Linked DNA regions of Zea mays: region 2 is linked to region 1. The links are chromatin contacts, called in public Hi-C maps. All regions are on one chromosome and are shown on one strand. Each heading gives the region's core, a stretch centred on a gene start, on an enhancer-like site or on the middle of the called end of the contact. The rest is flanking DNA. Distances are from core to core; before and after follow the strand shown.

Region 1 (6,073 bases), core at 2,245-4,744:
CACTATTGTGTGAGATCTCACTGTTTATCCTCACCAACTGTGTTGTTTGAGGTTTGACATATGGTCCATAACCCCTATCCTTGTTTTGTAGAAAATAAAAACTTTTGTGTGTAATCTTTGACTCCATTAAAACTCGACCTGCATGGGTAAGACGCCCCCACATCCTTGTATTAAGAAGAAGACCTCACACAAGTCGAGAAAGCCCTAGAACCCCTGTGACCTATACACAGCGGCACCATAGCTCATGTGAGAACGACCGGTACCGGGCCTTAGACCTGTGCTTTGGCGTGGGACAGATGAGAGGATTTTTTTAACCACAACCTGAAATTCGCTCTCACGTGGAATCAATCACAGGATCTGAGGAGTGCTACTTAGACCACCTAACCAACTCAGCTAGAGGCTCTTTCGCAACCTTTGAGTCCATTGGTGTGCAATTTCTTTGGACACATTAGTTTCTTATTTGTATATCCTCATCTATTTATTAAATGAAATCTGCTATTAAGAGACTTTATGTAGGTAGCCGTGCTCCCTGATATTCGAGGGCCTGTTTGTAGAGCTCCAGGTCCTTGATTCTTTGATGGAGTGATTCTGGTGGGTGAGTGGAGTGGGGAGCAGGTGAGAATCAATTCTAGAATGATTCTCGTGGAGATTGAATAGGTAGCAGTGAGGAGGGTGTTTTTTTAGCTCCCAGCTTCTAGTGCAAATGGAGAAGTGATTGATGTTTACTCTTTATCAGAATCTGTACAGATTTTACTGTTTGCCTTGGTTGAGTGATTCTCGCATAGAAGCTGCTCCAAGGAGCGTGCCAAATGGCCCATGAATGTTATCCCTGACAGAAACAAAAGAAGGTTAGTCAGACACCACATAGTAGTGACTTGGCCGCGGTTATATAGGAACTAGGAAACCATCTGTTTATTTAGGTAGCTTACTTGACTTATTTAAGAACATTACTGTACAAATAAATTATAGAGAAAATTGTGTAGTGTAAGGTATTACCTTTTTATGCATATGAATATATGACTTCTATCATGGTTCTCAAGGAATGAAATGAAAACATGATCACAAATCTAATCCTCTTTGATGATCATGTCAGAGAAATAGGTACAATTTTGCCCTTTGGAAACTAAATACTCTTTGTATAGCTTTTGCGCAGATAGTCAAGACAGTTCCTGTGAAAGATATGACTTATGAGCTTGCCTTTTTTGTGCTTGGTAATGCGATCTAGGGTTGGAAACGAGCCGAGCTCGGCTTGACTCAATCACATTGCGAGCAGGAAGATTAGGCTCGACTCAGGGTCAGGCTCGCAAGCCGCCACACTAAGTCTCATTTAGAGCATAAATTGTATATTTTCGTTGTATATAAAATAAAAAAACATGTATAAAAAATTCAGCAACATATTTTAAACTATATCTAGTGTTGGGTCCATAAAAAATAAGAAAACAATTCAATAACATAATAATGTAATAGTGTAAGTGTAACAACATAGCACCATATCATTAGGCCGGCTCGTGAGCTGGCTTGGGCTCACTGTTTGAGCGAGCCACAAAAGTAGGTTTGACTCGGGCTCATTCAGGCTCGTGAGCCTTTCTGAGCCCGAGCAAGTCCGAGCCGGCTGACGAGCCTCGAGCTTTTTTTCCAGCCCTAGTGCGATCTAGTTGATTGTGTTACAACATTACTCTATCCTCACAAAAAAATAGTGCAATCTGTCCCTTTAATGGCTTCAGTAGTTCAATACGAATACCTGATGGAAAGCTGGAATAGCGCTTTCTTTTGATAATTGAAGACATTTTAATGCCATTTGATGGCACCATGCACTTAGATTTCAGGAATATTGCCCCTGCTTGCTGCTAAGAGGAAAATAGCCTTTCTTTTATTAATTAGGAAGTTAACGTTAAATGGTACTACACCCGTTCTCGAATATTTGTCGCTCGTTAGTTCATATCTGAACTAAACGACGACAAAAAAGAACAGAGGGAGTATATTATAGTGTAAGCAATCAAATGTTCACTTCAGAGGTGGATCTTGACCAAACAATTAGGAGGGTCTGGTCTAGCTAAATTAAACTATAATAACCATGAACAATACTAAAATTATTGTTTATTTACTATTTAGTGGAGAATTAGTTGACAGGGGAGCATGGCCCACCTTGGTCTGAACTAAGCTCCGCCTCCAATTCACTTTGTTTAGAAGCCACTGCCACGCCTTATGGTGAATGTGGGATAAACCTTGAACGTTGCCATGTAGGTGGTAGAGCACCTTTTCTAGATGTAGCATGGACATTAGAGTTTGTCTTGGGTATATGATGTGTACAATTGGATGCCTTACCTTCCATTTGCATAGCATAATTGTGTTCACGGTAGTGCAATGCTGCAGTATTTTTTCAGATATTTGTCAGCCTGTACACATTGCTGACTGTTCATTATCCTGAGTGTGTTCTGACTGTAGAGCTGTAGTGCAATTAATATAGACTGATCTTTCATGTGACTTCTGCGTTCGTCACTCCATCAGGCTCACATGGTATATAGTGAACATGCATGATGCACTAGCTAATCCTAAAAAAAGTTAACTGCTTTTCATGCCTTATTCGTTACTACTCGTATGCTAAAGCAATGAGCGGCAGAACTGCACTATTTTTATCCATTATTCGCAGAAAGATACTAACTGTAGCTTGCTTCCTCCCCACATTTTCTTGACAGGTATCTGATAGCTCTGCACACCACAGACTACCAACAACCTATGCTCTTCCTCAATACCCTTGCCGTCAGTGTGCTTGTGGTCGCGAAACTACCGAATATGCACAAGGTCCGGATTTTCGGAATAAATGCCGAGAACTGAGCAACGTCATCCTTCGCCAGACATTTACCCTATATGCGCTTTTCAGAACGGTTTTGTGTGTTCCCCCCCCCTTCTAGTGCCTTTAGTTGGGCTCATCAGAGCACCAGTGTTGAAAAAGTTGTTAGCAGGATGGGCCTTGGTCGCTGTATAGAGAGATGCTCGGAGGCGTGCTGTACATCTGATGTGCACGGATTCTGTACACTCTTAATGTTGCTATATATACGGTTTGTTGCAAGCATCTGTCGGTTGCTATATGTACAGTGTGGTTCTTGCAGAGCGATGTGTTTCCTCGGCTACCGTAATGCCAAGATAGCAGCAGTACAGCACTGGCTGGTGCCTGTGGACAGGCGATGATGGATTGAGGGGCAAGATTATTACAAACAGTTTTGCACGGACCGTCCGATACACATTTCTTGGCGGGAAAAACTGTTTGCTTGCCTGACATTTGGCATGAACCGACCGTACGAAGATGAACTATCAGATGAAGTCAACGGAGGTCCGTCCATCCGCCTCCATGGTAAAAGTCATCACTAAACCAGTTACCATCAGATGGCACTGCAGCTTCCTCGCAGATGAAGTCGAGCAGAGCGGCGCACGCCACGCGGGGTAAATACAGCGACATCCACTGCGCAGCATCCAAGTCGGTAATACAGCGACATCCACTGCGCAGCGTCCAAGTCGCACGCAGACACCTGCAGCAGATGGTCCGTGGACCTTGCTAGTCCGCTGGTACGGACCGCTGTTTCGGCGGCCTTGTACATACACAAAACAAAACAGTATCACGTAAAGAATCGCGTGCCGACGACGGTGAGCCTGTCCCTGTCGTCTTTTGAGCCCGGCCGGCCGCCCGCTGGCTCACGCTTCTCAGCCGTCAGCCGTCACTAGCAAATTTTTTTCCCTTGTCCGCGAGTGGGTGCGGATGACGGCTAGAACAAACTTGCCACGACCTTTCTTTACTGTACCTGGCATGCTTCCCATCAGCTGCCGTCAGCCGAGTTGGTCTACAGTGCGAGCATGAAACAATGTTTCTTTTTTGGCGAAGAGTGCGCTTCGGTGTATTTGCTGTTCTCTCTCTCTCTGAATCCAGAGTGCCAGACACAAACGCGCAACATCGTTCGCAGCATGGCTGAAACATCGATTCGAGAATATATATACTTAGCTAGAGGATCTTCAACCACAGACTGCACCGCGAGTGATGGCTCTCTGCTGACTCCAGAGGTTCCGTGATTTGTACTGTTCCAGCCAGCCATTTGTTGCCATCATATGACCGCGAACATGCTTACATGTGGAGATAAGTGGCATGCACGCGCGCCGGCACATCTTCATGCACGCCGGTCCTTCCTGATAGAAACAACACTGCCCCGCTCCGCGTCACATTAGCTTAGTACCCAGCCTTCCCGCCGAGCAATATGCATCAGACATCCTCGAACATGACACGGTGTGTCGTTTCGCTCCTTAAACTAAACAGATGGTGCTGGAACTTACCGGTCTATCTAAAACCGTCCAAAATCGGGTTTGCTCAGGCCAGATATCGACGTGTTGTGCTACATTAGAGCCACTCACTCACTCACTTGGGTCTTTAAACTTGGCATATTGTGTCCCTTTGATCCTCCAACTTTAATTAGTGCGCATTCAAACGTGGCACGCCGCGTCTGCATCCGGTTTGAGCAAACCAGGTTTTTCACGGGCCGACCAAGCTACATGGCATGTTTTCCTGGTTTCCTGAGTTCGAGGACGTGCCCAATTGATACACAGCGTGCCAAGTTCAAGGACCGCTGCTGCATTTTACTTCTTCCCGCCATATGATTGTCGTGTTCATGCATGCTTGCAATCTATTACAAGTTAATCGGGTGTCGTCCGGTTTGAGTTCTGCTATTTCTGTGTTTCAGATGCTCGCACAATTTGTTTTGCAACGAAAAGGCTCTTGTACCTCACCAATTCACCGCCATCATAAAAAAAAACTATATGTGTTTTCCACCGGTGGTCTATCTGATTTAAAAAAACTGGATAACAAATTTCAACAATCCCCACTAATGCAAGATCACTGAGAACACCAACACCAAGCCATCCAGGTCCTAGCAAAAGACAAGATTTAGTCGTCACTTGATTGGGAATCTAATCCTGGCCCTAAAATGATGCACACTTGCTACTCCCTTACTCTAGCAAATCCTTAATCTTCAACTTGAACACTTGCTAATGCTCTCCACTAGCTTCTAAATGTCCAAGGTATGTCTATCCTTGTATCTTGCCAAAGAGAGCGCAAAAAGGGCCATAACATCCGACAACTGCTTCAACCCCTCATTGGATCTGACGTTTTCAACACATCATTGGATTTTGTTGCTAGATTAGTTAGGATCAATCCATAATTAGGCTATCAATTAATTAAAATTTTGAAATATTCACAATTAATGCCAAGTGATGTGCTCCGTACGACGTGATGTGTCACCTTTTGCGACACAATGACGGTTAGCAAGAGTATAAGACATAAATGTGTTGGGCCTTAGGGCACATGGGTAAAATATATGGGTCTAACACTGACAACAGTACAATCATTAATTTACCTCTTTGCCACCATGGGAACCTATCTAGATTCATCCTATAGTCTAGAGGCTACTTAAAAGTGGACCACCTCCTTCCTAGAGAAGACACCTCTCCTCCCTCACTCCGTCCAGTACATTCTTGTGCTTGAAGCTGTCTATATGATCTCCACCTTGAGTTCCTTGCATGCACAAGAGATTGGACAAGGAGGTCTATGACTATGAGACTCCATCCGCTCGCATGCCTACACGGGTAAATATAAAATCAAGTTTTTTTGGGAGTGCATCTGCATGACTAGTCTTCCTCATGCTCCTTTATTCTAGATGATTTGATCAAACATCTATGGGCTTCATTAAGCGAATGACTACTTCCCAACAACCGCTCAAAGGACTACACTGGTATCTCTTTCTGTGCGCCCAGATCGACTACTTTGAGCAGACCATCATGTCTCATCTGAATGGTACCGATGTAAGGGTCTATGATTCCTAAGAAAGGTATGCCATAACATAATTGGTGGCTAGTGTTACCCTCAATACTTTATTGTATTTTTATATAATCTATGTGCACACATATTGTATAGTGGTCTCAAGTGCCCTGCAACCTAAATTATATGCAATTATGCTAAGTCAGACATGCAATATCGCACATTTAATATGTTATATCTAAGACTTATCCCTTAAGCTATTACTAAGGGATAGTA
Region 2 (6,073 bases), core at 1,749-4,248, 210 kb after region 1:
GATTATCAATATTCCTCAATCCTCACACGTAATGAATTACACAGCCTAACCAGCTTGATTTGAAAAACATTTACCATATTTATCTACTGACCACTGTGGCATACTGAAGCTTATACTAAAAGAGATAAACTAAATAAGGTTATGCCACATAAGTAGATAGTGAAACTAGTAAAGCAATTTACCACATCATAAATAGAAAAACTAACGAAGTTTAGCAGTTAATGAAAACTTTTATCAACATATATTTGAGAAGACGTACCTGATCCGACACTGCATATAAAATTGCTATGATACAAGGAAGGCAGCAACAAACAGCAATACCAATGATGCAGGCCAAAGCCACACAGAAGACGACAAAGAAAACATCAAACGCCAAAAATACGATGCAAAGCCTGCAAAAGAAATCATAAAGTAGCATGATTATAATGGACACAAATGGTGACCATATAAAAGGTGACTATATTTTCAAGAACTATGTGTAAAATTAACGAAAAAAAGAACTATGTGTACCAGTAAAGTTGAGGCGCATCACGGGTAAGAACTTCTCCACCAGCAGATACCCAATAAAATCCAATTATCCACCACACAAATGAGAACATTGTGTTAGCAGACTCCAGATGTTTAGCTATACTGCAAGACGGCAAAGAGGACATAGTTGGTAGTTTACATGTTAAAAATATTAACAAAAAATAGCCGGTAAATGGGATTAAGAAATAGAAACAATATGTGTGATGAATTCAGCAGGCAGCAGATAATTCAATGTGATGAAGTATGGAGCTTAAGCTTATAGACAAAAAATTATTTATTTTTTGGAATCAATGAAAAATTAATGTGTACACTGGCATATATGAAGCCAAACAATGCAATCTGAGCAATGCATAATAAAATACAAGAAACTAGCCACCAAGTTAGTCCACATATAGCCAAATATGCAGAATATACCAGTAGTTAGACTTCCGTAGGTGGCTTAACGACAAATGCAGACTAACAGACTCTATCTTACTTAGTCTATCAAAATCACATATCTGTCAAACATCTTGTTCGAAGGTTCAAATTATACAGCAAAATCAAGTGAACGGTGTCGTGTTTGAATTTTGAACGTCATCATGGTCATGGTTCTATGCACCAGTATGGCCAAATAAACTTGTACTACTGTGTGATCAAGTGGATGGAGATCTCAGAAACAAAAAATAACTAGACTGGGCATTGCAAGAAACAACTGTAGTGATCTCATCAGATAGGCTTCAGAGACGTGGTATGTGGTACTTTTTGAAAAGTTGTTGCTCTACACTCAATCTGAACTATTCCGCCTCAACATCTTAAGTTCCACTGAGATTTTAGTACCAATTACCTCACAGAAGTTCTCCATATGATCTAGCTTTTCAATGCATAATAAGAGAAACATAAGTAGCTAAGAAAAACTACTCTCACAGCACTCTCACAAAGGGTTTTGCTCCTGTGCCACCATTTTTTTTTCTTCTCTGGATTGCAAAAGTAACATTGCCTTCCACACTCAGCTTGCTCTTTCTGCCACTGCACCAATAGACCACACTTCAATCCATCCCACTGTCAACAGCTGCCTAACCCATTTCCCCGTAGTTGATATGCTTGCTCACTAGCAGTAGAGTCCATGGCCACCATCGTATGCCAACCCCACCTTCAAGGCTACAACCCCCTTGCTTAGCAGCATCCAGATCCAGATCACCCAGCAACTTTCCTCCGGTGTCACTCCCCAGCTAGACTGGTACTGCTGCTCAATATCTCGATGGAAGCAGCTGACGTCGTTAGCTGGCTCACTCAGGAGGGCTTTGTCCTTGCTGCCAAAGGTGGTGGAGATGAGGGGATCACCAAAGAAGATGGTACTAACATATTGGAAGCGAAGTGCTAGATGGTGGAAGACACCAAACAAAAACAATTCGAAGAAAAATAGTGCACAGGAGGAAACCCCTTCAGCAGGTGTGCTACGATACCATTTTTTATTACATACAAATGAATTTAAGTGAGTGGAAAATGTGCCTATATTCTGCAACATTGGGCAGAAATGTTGGATTGGGAGAAGGGATAAATCACAACCAGACCAAATGCACTATTACGATTCGTCTATTGTTCAACAGTCACAGTCGCCCCCAGATATGTGGTTCCGCCTGCACTGCCCAACACAAACAACATTTCAAGCAACTATGCAAACATTCAAGCAGAAACTAGACAATAAGGAATATTAAAACTAAAGTGAGAATCCCTAAGCTATAACTACAAACATGAAAATCACTCCAGCTACTGACAGAAAAATTTAAGGGAACTGCGTCTATCTCGCCACGTACTCCAATTACCTGAGGCAGTCACCACTTCGACTATGGGAGCCGTGCTCTCTGTCGTCGTCGCTGGAGGACGATGATGCACTACCACTTCCGCTCTCCTCGTCGACAGGAATTGGCGACCCGCCGAGCTGGCCGTATCGCAAACGATACTCGATGGCAACGCAGACCATGTGGACGACGCACTGGGCGGTGTACCCAGCGATCCAGAAACGAAGCGGCATGGAGGGGCTCTCGTGGTGGCTGAGCACGAGCACGACGGCGGAGACGAGGATGAAGGCGAGGTTCCAAAGGAAGTCGAGCGCCACCACGGGGCGGGAGTAGGCCCAATCCGCCTGCCGTTCCTCCAGCTGCTCCGCCGCGGCCTCCCGCACCAGCAGTGACGGCTCCCGCATCGCTCGGCGCCCGCCACGCCGCAGCAGCCGCGCCGCGCCCCGGAGAGACGGCCGGCGCAGCGCGCCCGCGCGGCGCCGCCCGACACCACCGAGGAGCGGCGCCGAGTCGAGGAGAACGTCTCCGCGGGGGCTCGGGGAGCGAAGTGTCGCCATCGCGGAAACCCTAGCGATATCGCGGGGAACTGGGGAAGGTCCGAAGATGAGCCGTGACTCCGTGAGCGCGTGGTTCCGTGTAGCCTCTTTCTCCCCCTCGCGTAAATTGGACCCTCGGGTCTCGGGAAGCAGTGAAGAGCCAAAGCAGAGATGACGAGGTATGAGTCAATATTTTTTTAAGTAAAAATAAATTGTATGTCATCAGATTTTATAATCTAAGGGATATTATTTGTGTATGATATATGTGGCCAATGGCACATAAAAATAAGTATAAATTCCGATGGTATATATGGGATTGTCTCTACTTTTTAACATTCGAGAAAAAAGTTATAAAACATAATTCCGTTCTCGCGTAACAACATAAGATAGGAAAAAGTGAGAATTAAAAGAAAGTCCAAAGGTGATACGTGACTAAAATTTAAGCGTCTAACCCTATACAAGTGTAAAACAATTGTTGACACCATAGATATAGAACCAAACGTACCTTAAACTTTAATCTCTATCGCATCGGGTGTTTGTTGCTAGTTAAAAGTATATAAAATAAAATCTAATTATAAAACTAGTTACACAAATTATGACAGTTGCACAACATATTTGGCACCTGGACGGCCGGACGGTAGATCCATAGGTGTAGTCCAAACGGTCCGTGATTAAATTAACTCAGGCGATAGTCCTAAACCCATATGTGGTTATCCTAACAAACTCGCGAAAAAATGTTGGATCTCGCCTAGTAACAAGTCCAGACCTCCACCTATATATATATGAAGGGTACGACCGATTGAGAAGACACACAATTCAATCGAACCAATCCAATTACCTTATCATGTCTTAGGAGTAGACATAGCGTAAGTCTAGTTGTAGTTTCTCAATCTCAATCTCCACCTCTCTTCGACTCTACATCGTCACCAGTGGTCGTCCTATTAGAACGCCCGTCCGCAACCTTCCAGGATTTCAGATTCCACTGGTGACCGATGTCATAGCCTCCGAGGCGTAAGTGTTAGCAGTCCGACCGACTTCCTTGAGGGAACCTTTCGTTTGTATCATCCATTCCTTAGGTCCATTTAACGGGGATGAGGGCAGGGTCGTCATGTGCATCCCTCTTCCCCGGGGTTCGATTGTGGAGCCTCAGGTTACATTGTCATAGCCCCCCTTTCTGTCCAGGGTCCCGTGGGAGGGAGACACGACACAATGACATATATCACTGAGCACCCTTTAACGCAAATAAGAAATATTGAAACGATTAGTTTGGAAGGATGGAATAACTTAGTTGGTTTATCGATGAAGATTTCTACCTATTGTTCTGCTAATTCCTTCGTTGGCTGACCCATGATCCTTGTGTTCATCTTGTTGCTTATAAAGTTAGCTACTGGAGAAAAAGAGGAGAGTCAGTCTGTCCTTGGGCCAGGGCTTGTCGCTTATTTCATACGCCTGACTCAGGTAAAGGTCTCGAAATTGCACTTTATTGACGATTGTTAAGGGTTACAATCGGAGTGGGGACTCGCTCTTGCCAAGAACTACGGGGGATCTCTAGCAAAAGAACTACCTTGGAGACTTCTTTGGTACTCACTTCCCGACGCCGTTAGCAACGTTTGTTCTTTCGAGGAGCGGGAGTCACACGTTGGGGAGATCAAGGCCATGAGGGCGGCACAACCTCTGCTCTCCCTGCCACTAGGGGTCTGTCCTCATTGCTCGTTGGAGAACCAATATCCGATTCTGAGTCTGAGTATGAGCAAAGGCGTTCAAGATAAGATGTTCGTCGTCGTTGACCATCCCACGAATTCCAAATCGTCGACTGTGGGAACATAACTACAGGCCATGAGGGCGGTGATCGTCCCCGTGGCATGGCGAATACGGGGCACAAACTCCGTGGTAACGTCATTGAAGTCGTCTGGGGTGGTTGCCCCTCCCTAACGCACTACGACGTCAAGCTCACTTAGGAAGAGAAGAAAGCCCGTAGATCATCGTACGATGGGTCGGGCCCCATATGAAGCATGATTTGTCGCTTTATCTCTTCGTTCACAGAGGGAAAGGTTGGGTCTAGCTCTGCATCTTGCTCCCGTGGGGCAAGCCAGAGGGCGCCGAGGGCCTCCGCGATGGTGTTGAGGTTCTTAGACGGTGGTGGTCGGGCTTCTAGGACCCTCATTGTAAGGAAAATGGACCCGAGCCATTTGGCTCAAAAGGTTTTGGTGTTTGATGATCAACATAACCTGTGAACTAATGTGTTTGCTAGTGTTTATGATTGTAGTTCACAGGATGCTAAAGTGACTCGGACTAAGTCATTGAGGAAAGCAACACCTCAAAAGAAGGCATTATGAAGATCACAAGTGAAGACCAACAAGTATCAAGCAAAGTCCAAGAAACGAAGAAAAGTGTTGCCACAGGCGGACTATCCGGTCAGGGACACCGGACTGTTCGGTGCATCAAGGAACTGTAGCCCAACGGCTAGTTCCTGGTGGCACTGGTGGAGAGAAGCCACCGGACTATCCTGTGTGACACCCGGACTGTCCGGTGTAAAAGCTTGCAACGCCAACGGTCACCTGCGTGTCAGATTCAATGGCTAGGCGCACCGGACAGGGGCACCGGACTGTCCGGTGTGTCGCAGAGCAGCAACTTTTCTCCAACGGCTAGAATTGAGTTGGAGCCTATATATACTCTACCCAACCGGCCATTTCAAAGGTGTGGGAGCCTGAAAGTCGCCTAGAGGGGGGGTGAAAGTCGCCTAGAGGGGGGGTGAATAGGGCGAATCTGAAATCTACAAACTTAATCACAACTACAAGCCGGGTTAGCGTTAGAAATATAATCGAGTCCGAGAGAGAGGGTGTAAAACAAATCACAAGCGAATAAAGAGTGTGACACGCGGATTTGTTTTACCGAGGTTCGGTTTTCGCAAACCTACTCCCCGTTGAGGTGGTCACAAAGACCGGGTCTCTTTCAACCCTTTCCCTCTCTCAAACGGTCCCTCGGACCGAGTGAGCTTCTTCTTCTCAAACAAATGGAACACGAAGTTCCCGCAAGGACCACCACACGATTGGTGTCTCTTGCCTCGATTACAAGTGAGTTTGATCTCAAGAGAGAATGAGAAAGAAAAGAAGCGATCCAAGCGTAAAAGCTCAAATGAACACGACAAATCACTCTCTCTAATCACTAAAGCTTTGTGTGGAGTTGGGAGAGGATTTGATTTCTTTGGTGTGTCTTGTATTGAATGCTAGA

Evidence for each region. A called contact is a pair of places that touch in the nucleus more often than the background predicts.
Region 2: a contact with region 1 is called in a Hi-C map of tassel, with 2.5 times the contacts expected there. The contact joins the promoter of LOC100281150 here to the enhancer-like site in region 1. A contact is called at or near these places in 3 of 25 Hi-C or Micro-C datasets (bundle sheath, ear and tassel).

Annotation. Positions count from the first base shown.
Region 1 is chr4:160,324,912-160,330,984 of Zm-B73-REFERENCE-NAM-5.0, forward strand. LOC100274524 reads left to right here. Exons shown (of 4, transcript NM_001148881.1): 4 at 2,697-3,108. Among protein-coding and RNA genes, the nearest start is that of LOC100274524, 11 kb to the left of the region's middle. Within about 2 kb of position 3,495, at least 18 of the 20 cell types and tissues checked have an H3K27ac peak or open chromatin away from gene starts, as enhancers often do. A contact at or near this core is called in bundle sheath, ear and tassel, where this site is marked.
Region 2 is chr4:160,538,453-160,544,525 of Zm-B73-REFERENCE-NAM-5.0, forward strand. It overlaps LOC100281150 (protein binding protein), which reads right to left and starts at 2,999. Exons shown (of 5, transcript NM_001154069.3): 1 at 2,331-2,999; 2 at 511-630; 3 at 260-392. The coding sequence starts at 2,863.